Linked DNA regions of Hordeum vulgare: region 2 is linked to region 1. The links are chromatin contacts, called in public Hi-C maps. All regions are on one chromosome and are shown on one strand. Each heading gives the region's core, a stretch centred on a gene start, on an enhancer-like site or on the middle of the called end of the contact. The rest is flanking DNA. Distances are from core to core; before and after follow the strand shown.

Region 1 (4,741 bases), core at 345-2,844:
GATCCAATTCCAATACCTGTGTCTACATCGCTTTGAGTCTTATCTTGATGGTCTGGAAGCATGGTTTTCAAATTTGATCCATTGCTAACTTCATATTTGTTCTCATGTTCTTGGTTCATTGTTAGTCTGTCTGAAGACATCCGCAACCTAGACTGATTCAAAGACGTCCTCTGTCGATTTAAGCCTGGGGAGGAAGTTGCTGCTGACTCAGCCACCATTTGTTGTGAGTATGGAGCAAGAAAAAACTGAGAGGAAGACTCGCTTAAGGCTGTTCCAGCCAAAGCTTTACTCCCACTTTCTATATCTGTTTGAGATACAGTTGAGTCTCTGGAGGGGAGTAGGGAATTATCCAACTGTTGGCTCAACTGGCTCACCAAATTGTTGTCACTGGTACTCTGCTTCAGTTGTGAGAGATTGTTCACAGCAACAACAAAATGATATTCTGGTTCACTTTCTAAACTTCTTGCACTTAACGATGACTCCTCGCAATCATTCGGGGAGACAAGAAATATCCGAAGTCTCGGTGAGCCATTGGCCTTTTCAAGACTGTAGTATTCTTCCATCATATTCTGAAGATCCTCTTCACATGAAAGAGAAATCAGAGCATCAAGGTCCTCATCAGGGAGCTGATACTTGATGGTATGAGGCTGATTGTAGATCGAGAGGGTTTTATGCACAAGTTCCTTCCATGAGAAGTTTCTGGGTATCGATATGAGACGTGTTTCCCCGCCCACATATCTGAGCACCCCATCACTAGGCCTAGGCAGGATTTTCCCACCAAAGCTACACATGAACTTGACTTTTCCAGCATGCGGGCTTTCGCAGGGAGAAGACGTATCTTGTAGGTTGTCACTTGAATGTTGAGCTGGTTTGAGTACATTCTCAGAGGGTATGGTCCTGGTGCGCACCAAATTTGCCGGATCCATATCACATTTCAGAGGCAAACCGGCAGCAAGGTTCCCGGAGTCAAACCTGCCAAGACCAAGAACCGTGGTGAGATCCTGATAGACCACATTCAAGTTCTTGTGGTTATTGGGCCCAACTTGGCTGTTCATCTGAAGCAACACAAAGCAATGGTGCTTGTGCTGGAAGCTCCTCCTCCTCCTCCTTGAACAGCGGAGCTAATTGCTATATCTTGAAATGCCGAACTACTCATTCATCTATTTAAGACAGGAGCAGCGGTTTCCCCTAATGTAGACCCCCGAGCAAAGCGTAGCTGCAATAAATAAACCAAGAAAACACGGTGAGCATCTCGCTATGATCCCGCGACAAAACACACAGGACGGGTCAAATTGAAGTGCGGAGAGAGAAGAATCTCTCTGTGTGCAATGTTCGTACGCGATCAATATTACGGGACGAAGAACTTGATAATCAAATTAGCTCAGTTGGATTCGACCGCTCACAGCCACGAAAAAAATCCCGAAAAGATCCTCTCAATAACAGAGCAGAACAAGACAGGACGCAGCGAGCCACTGCTACGAATTATCAAATCAAGCTAGGGCTCCTTACCGAGGGATCAATCAGCGCGGGACCGCCCCCCGCCGAGCGAGCACGCCGGCGGCCAGCCGGACAAGGGGGGCCCGCCCCGCGTCGCCGGCGGTGAGGTCGCCGCCGCAAATGGGACGGAGACGCCGGCGCCGATCTCGCCGACGGGGCGGGCCCAAGCGCATTAGCGGGTCGGCGCCGCGCGGGGCAGGGAGGAGCAAATCGCCGCCTGGGAATTTGGTGGTGGCGGAGGGAGGAAAGGGTGGGGAGGGAGGGAGAGAGGAACGCGGCAGCGAACGAACGAGCGAACGAAACGGAACGCCAAATAGGACACGGGGAAGGTGGGACGGAAAAGTGGGTTCGCTCTCGTTGCCGGTTGCGCCCGAAGCGGGGCGTGTTGGATGGATTTGCCGGCGGGGCCAGGTAATGTGATGTGTCCCCCTTGGTCGGCTGTTGGATCGCTGCCTGGCTGACTTTGCACGTTGTGTGCAACACAAGGACGGACGTGCGTTCGAAGGAACTGCCGCCAAGAACAAGCGTGTGTCCAAGGAGGCAAGGAGAGACGAGTGAAGGAAGCGTTTCCCTTCAATAATTCGATTCTGCTCCCAGGCTCATCTGCTTCGGGTCAGAAAAATATTAAAAATAAATACTAAAAAAGTTCCAACTTTTTTGTATGGTAGATAATTTGATCCGTGAAGTTTGCTTTAAATTTCATTTTATTTGGACACCTGAGCAGCTTTTGACAAAAAAGACAAATCGGATCGAAAAAGTTCGTAAACAGTACACCATTTTACAGACCCAGATTTACTTTTTTGACGAGAGCGCCTCAAGATGCCCAAATGAGTTCAAATTTGAAACGGACCTCGTGCATTAAATTATTTACCACACAAAAAAATAGAATTTTTTGAATTTATTTAGTATTTGTTTTGATATTTTTCGTCGGAGCGGGTGCAGGTGAGCTCGGGAGACAAAACGCCTCTCCCGTTTCCCTTTTCCTTCTCTTCTATAATTAAGGGGCTGATCTTTTAGAAAGATCAGCCACGTCGTAAGCCGTTAGATCTACAACATCGAATGGTCGGACGCGTCTTCATTATTGTAACATAGGTTTTGTTGCGGAATTATTCCTGTAACACACGTTCTATTGCGGAATTGTTTCTGCAACACACGTCGTATTGTCGAAAAAATTTGAACATATGTAAAAATGCAACTGGTATATCATTGCATTTTTTCAACTCACATGTTGTTGCAGAAATAATCTGCAAGAGATGTTTTGTTGGAAAATATAGACATGTCGTGGACCATCGCGACATCGCATATGTTTCAGAAGCATAGCCTGTGTTGCACAAACATGCTCGACAAAGCATGGTGTGTGTGGCCTCACTTTGACGCGTGTCACGCAAAGAAGGTGACGGGCGCGTCCGCTAAAATTGGCCGAACGATGGTAAGCATTTTTCCTTAAAGAAATGTGTCCTTAGTCGAAGATGACCAATCCTTGGCGAAAACTGACAGAAACGTTTAGAAGAAAAAATATAACTATGTAGTACTCCTTCTGTTCCTAAATACTTGTTGTTGGAGAGAACTAGACTAGTTCTTCGCAACAACAAGTATTGTGGTACACAGGGAGTACAACCCATTAGAGTTGTTATCTAACGGACGTCGGCCGATAGGGGATGGCAAGATAACGTTTTTTTCCTTGATTGTTTCACGAGATCCATCGGTGGTAGTTTCAAACGAAAAATGACTTTTTTGAAGAAACTGCCATGTGTCATCCCCTCACATCTGAAACTGTCAATGAAATCGTTCAAAATGCGAACCTTTCACAGTGAATGTTCGCCGGCTAAGAGGGCCCTAGAATTACACGTCTGATACTCCTGAATGACCACTAGGCTTGTCCCATCAGTCGTTGACGGTGCTGATGTCACTCGAGGAAACAAGTGAGATCTAGGCAAGGTCCTAAGACATGATGTGACCTTCAACTGCTGCAAAGAAGGGACAATATTTGCATAGGTGGGTTGCACTTTTCAAGGTCTCATGCACAGGGCGGGCACTCGTGTATGTCCAGAGGGACAACCGTCTAGGGTCCTGGTCTAAGAGGGGCCCATGATACTCTATGTCCTATGTATACTTAGTGTCATTACAGGAAACAACTTCTTTGCCGTCTGCCATAGCACATGGCCAAGGACCAGGTTATGGACGGCAAAGATGTTTGCCATCTGCTGGCTGACGGCCCCACTTTCGACACTGAAAGTCACGGTAATGACGTTCTTTGCCGTTTGCAAGGGCGCAGCAGACGACAAAGATCGTTGTCGTCGGTCTTTCTAGACAAGCAGACCACAAAGGGGCCAGGCATCAAAGCATAGTTGTCAGCCCCATTAGGTGGCTAACGGCAAAGAAGCTTTGCCTTTGTCATCTGTCGTCCCTGGCCTTTGCCGTCTGCCAGCGGGCCTGTGTCACGCCCAAGATGCGACCCTATCCTCAATTTGGCACGAGGGCCTCGTCAGGGATGGAAGCGCATCTCGTCGTGTCGCAAGAATGGATATCGTTACAAGTACATGTACTGAAAAGAAGATATATATATATATATATATATATATATATATATATATATATATATATATATATATATATATATATATATATATATATAGAATTGGCTTACACTCGCCACAAGCTACATCAGAGTCACAGCAGTACAATACATAATCATCATGAAGAAGAGCAGGGTCCGACTACGGACGAAAACAAACGAGAAAATAAGAACGGCGTCCATCCTTGCTATCCCAAGCTGCCGGCCTGGAACCCATCCTAGATCGATGATGAAGAAGAAGAAGAAGCAACTCCAAATGAACAATCAACGCGCTCGCGTCAAATAATCTTTACCTGTACCTGCAACTGGTGTTGTAGTAATCTGTGAGCCACTGGGGGGCTCGGCAATCTCATTTCCAAAGGTATCAAGACTAGCAAAGCTTAATAGGTGAGGTATGGTTAAGTGGTGAGGTTGCAGCAGCGGCTAAGCATATATTTGATGGCTAAACTTACGAGTACAAGTAATAAGAGGGGGAAGTTCTACGCATGGCGGACGAGTACAAGTAATAAGAGGGGGAAGTCCATCACAAATTACCAGAAGCCGCATAGAAATCCTCGATCACGACACTCGCGATCTCGTCGGACTCCTTAGTGGAAAACCTCAACTCTGAGATTACCCAAAGAATCACCAGAATCCCGATGCACAAGATATCTCGTCAAAGGTAAAACT
Region 2 (4,648 bases), core at 2,110-4,609, 730 kb after region 1:
TCGATCATGCGCTCCTCGATATGGCGAGTGATACCGAGCACCAAGATGGCTTGGGAGGCGAGGACGACGATGACGGGGAGTCCGAGGAAGGCAAGATGACTCGGAGGAGGGAGATGAGGCGGAGTCCTCCCAATTTGAGGATGTCCTAGTAGAAACCTTCTCCAAGGTGCACCAAGACCCGAGGGCCCATGCTGGCGGTGCAAGGCTCCGAGTGCTACAACGTCACCTAAGAGGGCGGTCAAGCAACCCAAGATTCAAACTATCAAGCCTCACAAGGCGGTTCTACCGCGAATTAAAGTGAGTGTGCGTGTGGCCTCAATGTAAGCGCCTTTGTCGCGTGACACTTCCATTTCGAATGACATTTTTGACGGTTGACCGAGTGATATGATTTTCTGAATTAATTTGTTGCAGTGCTAATACCTCGGCCGCTTCACTCAATCATAAGGCCCTAGAGAAGGGCCAGACCGAGGATGACGTTACGTCTTCAAAAGGTAATATTTGAGATTTCTTGGATTTCATTCGATTGTCATGTTTTCTCCCGCCGCTAACGTTCGAGTGATCTTCCATGCTTGTAGGGCCACGTGAGGTGATTGAACTTGACAAGGACGACAAGGTCGACCCGACGAACCCTTCAGTCGACGCAGCTGTCATGATGCAGGATGTTTCTCTTACTCGAGTGATGAGCACTTCTCCCGCCAAGGCCTCGACCCAATTCAGGGTACAACTCCAAAAGCCGGAGCCGCACTCGGAGCCAGCTCGTCTGCTCCTTCATCGACTCCTCAAGTGGCCAACATCTTCATGCTGCACCATGTCCTGTAGGACCAGGTGTGCGCGAGCAAGGAGGCCTTGATCCAGCTGGAGCTAATGAATGGCCGTCTGAAGGGGATGTATGACACCAACGAGGCTGTGAAGAAGAATGTGCGAGTAAGTACTCTCGTAAGTGCCAGTCTCAGTCGGGAGTTTTTGTCTGCACATGATTTTTTGTTTTGTTTCCCGAGTGGGTTACACGGGGCACACCCACTGGGTGTTCTTCTGTTCTAGTGGGGGCACGCTGAGTGCACCCACTAATTTTAGTCATTGAGACTGTCGTCGGTTAAAGCGGTCGAGGGGAGCCTTAGTTTCTTTACTGACTTGATGTAGACCATTGGGGGTGTAGAACCCGTTGCTTAGCTTGTGAAAGTAACCAGAGTGGTACTTATCGAAGAGGATGCGGTGATGGTCCATAGACCAGAGCTTCTTGACGTTGATCGTCGGGGTATAGAACGTGTTGCTTAACTTGTGGAAGCATCCGACCACCTATCCTTCCAGTGGGGGCGCGTTGAGCACACCCACTAGGTGTAGTTCCCGAGACTGTCGTCGACTATTTCAGTCGGCGGGACACTTAGAGTTTTCTTTCTTTGAAGTTTGACTAATATCGTTCCCACGTCTCTGTTTCCTGTTGGTAGAGTGTTTGCAAGCTCGAGACTCACTACAATGCCATGGAAAAAGACATGCATGGCCTGCATATCAGTCCGAAGGTTGAGAAGGCTAAGAACATGTGCGTGGAGCAGGAGAAACGCTCACTCGGAGGTAAGCGCATTCCGTCCAGCTGCCTTAGTTCTTGTTTTTTTCTCCCTATCCGACTGTAATCACTTCATCATATGTTCATAGCGAAAATCTTCAACTTGTTAAGAGGCTCATGGCTTATATTTCTTTATACACCACGAAGGAGGCCCTCGAGAAGAAGGACATGGAGCTGGCGTCCGCTTGGAAGGAGGCTAGTTCGAAGACCAAGGTGGCCAAGGACAAGCTGAAGTCATTCAAGAAGCTGGGGAAGAAGAAGAAAACTCTGGAGGTTGCTGCGAAGAAGTCCGCGGAGGAGTTTGTCGAGCTGAAGAAGCACTATGCTGAGTGGGAATCCACGTTTAAGCAAGTCTCTTCCAAGAAGCTCGAGTTGGAGCGATATATCGAGGAGTTCGGCGATGAGACGAGTGGCAAGTTGGAAGGTAGGCGAGTCGACCCGAGTGATTCTTGCACTGCTTCGATATCTTGCTCGCCTCCGATTCCTTTTGATTTTTCGTGTCCAGAATTATGTGTTGACTTAGAGTCCGAGTCTAAGAGAATCGAGAAGGAGCTAGACCCGTGCCATGAGAAATCACAATCTAAAAAAGTGTTGCACATGGACAGTGATGTGATGCCATCGACGCAAAATCGACCAACCACAAATCATCTTCCATAAAAAGAGTGCCCTTGGATGTTAAAACAAGCAACCATTGTCATATTTTTCATGCAACTGCCCCGAATATCCAAGCAAATCCAAAAAACTCCATGACCCCTCACATCTTGCAACTAGATGAAATCATTGAGACAACTTACCGTCTCATCACTATACAACTGCCCTCAAATATACATAGCAAATCCCCAAAACTCTCATGACCCTCCCATCTCGCAATTGGAGGGGAACATTGAGGCAACTACCGTCCTAATGCTATGCATCTATCGCGGAAGATCGAAGCAAATCCACAAAACCCAAAACACCGAGAAAAAAAATCACGCCGCAGATTTGTTCACATGCACCACCACAACCTCACCCCTCCCCCTCCACCCCTTCAATTAAGGCAACTCCCCCAACCCTAACTACCCCCACCACATGTCGTCCCTCGTGGACGTCATGGACATCCATCGTGACTGCTAGTACTTGCACGCGACGATGACATCATATTCGCCCCACTTCGTGTAAACCCTAGCCTCGCCATGGCAACAAAATCTGAAGGCGGGACCATGCGAGGAGATACTGGGATTACCTCAACCTCTAGCTGATGATACGCCGTGCACGCGGACGGCCTCCCGCATCGATGAATCCACGGTCGCAGCACCGCGCAGACCGCGTGTAGAGACATGGAAGAAGAGAACGAGCGAGTAGTTCAAAAAATGGGTGGAGAACCGTCGTTCGAACAAGACATGCGGGAACGGGTTCATGTCTTCGTGCTTGCATTATTTCTGAATTTATTTCAGGATTTCCGGCGACAAGCTTTCAGTGGGAGGAGACGTTTCCGTCGACGACGAGACGCCTACGATGACTTCGTAAAATCTCAAGATGATATGCCGATCCAGTCTCTCAAAGGTGTTAAGAAGGGTAGGATGTGCGTATGTGCGTTCATAGGAGTGAGTGTATGCATGTATGTGAACGTTTGCGTCTGTACTGTATTAAAAAAAAAAGACATGCGGGGATGGAGCGGTTTCTCCTGAAATTAATGTGGGGCCACCACTACACCGCGCCCCCCGGCTCTTCTCTATCGCCACCTCGGACGGTCCGTCGCTTCCGCTGGCAGCAGTCAAATCGTGCAGGTGCGTTTTTAAGCATTTGGGAAGAAAAAAAAAAGAGAAAAGAAAGGGAAACCACACACTCGGACACGTGTACGCTCGCGCGAGTCCATCGATCCCGGAACCGTGTTCATCCCCCTCCGGTGCAGAGGCGGCGGCGCGCGAGGTGGGAAAGATGTCGAGGGCCGTCAGGATCCGCGGCGACGAGGTGGGAAAGACGTCGAGGGCCAGGAGGATCCGCGGCGACGAGCTGGAAACGGAGCGGGGAGCAAGGGCGAAGAAGCGAAGCCTGGCAGAGGTTCACTCCACGAGCCCTAGATCTCCCGGGCAGCTAGCTGTTCGGAGTTCCCATTCCCACCCAGAGATACTGTTCGCGATCTTCGAGCCCGACGAAGCCCAATCCGGAGCAAAACAAGGTGATTTTGCCCGCCCCCCCCCCCCCCCCCCCCCCCCCCCCCCCCCCCCGATGTTCCAAAAATTTTCCCTCATCACGACAGATTGGTGTTTGCTTGTGCTGTACGAATTTTTTTCTCTAGGTCGTGTGCGCGATGTGGTCGAGTCCGCCATGGAGGAATCCTCCGATCCACCCAAGCCTCCGCCCTACGAACCCTACATCCCAGACGAACTAGCTGCAGACCCGGCCATACTCGCCGCCTTCAAGCATGCCGAGGCTAAATACGAAGAAGAAGAAGGTAAATTAATTACCCCCCTTTTCCCCGTTCTTTTTCTCAGCGTCAGTTTCCCCATTCATTATTAATTTCCAACCTGATCCTAATTTTCTTTGCGTAGTTCGTCTAGCTCACCTGTTCACTATGGACCACTACTGGCACAAACCATCTTCCTGCTTGCGCATAGACCCTCGTCTCCTTCCCATACGGGAACTCGCAAGAGATGCAGTACTTCTTGCTGCTAAATCTGTCATTTTGCTCTCATCCTTTCTCGGTGTGTATTTAACATCATGTTTGCTTCTTAATTAAGTAGCATTTGCTACCTAGCCAACTGTTTGCAATTTTTGTTGCTTTGTAGAGAATCAACCGCTGAATAAATGCTGTGGCTTGTGGTTTCAAAGGGATGACCAGAGAAAAACCGCCCTTGTTTTGACGTCTGCTCATCTCACTCGTAAAAAGGATCCCAACCAGTGGAAGGGGCAGTGGACAGGCGAATATCATCATAATGCTAAGGTGACCTTCTTAACATTCACTAGTCTCCTTGTCATCCTAATTTCAGCAAGGGCGTTTCTGCCACCCGATGGTGGTATCTGAACTTAGATAATGCATGCTTTAATTACCAGCTTTTCAAATGAAATCGGGGTGGGGAGCCCTGCACTGCTATGCAAGTAAAAACA

Evidence for each region. Hi-C and Micro-C count contacts between places; a contact is called where the count stands out from the background.
Region 2: a Hi-C map of seedling shows a contact between it and region 1, with 6 times the contacts expected there. The contact joins the promoter of LOC123452759 here to the promoter of LOC123451901 in region 1. A contact is called at or near these places in 4 of 6 Hi-C or Micro-C datasets (leaf and seedling) and 1 of 1 datasets of contacts at active chromatin or transcription factors (embryo).

What each region holds. Positions count from the first base shown.
Region 1 is chr5H:57,205,883-57,210,623 of MorexV3_pseudomolecules_assembly, forward strand. LOC123451901 reads right to left here and starts at 1,595. Exons shown (of 10, transcript XM_045128455.1): 1 at 1,510-1,595; 2 at 1,044-1,216; 3 at 1-972. The coding sequence starts at 926.
Region 2 is chr5H:57,931,051-57,935,698 of MorexV3_pseudomolecules_assembly, forward strand. LOC123452759 reads left to right here and starts at 3,360. Exons shown (of 12, transcript XM_045129468.1): 1 at 3,360-3,719; 2 at 3,840-3,995; 3 at 4,093-4,245; 4 at 4,330-4,484. The coding sequence starts at 3,479.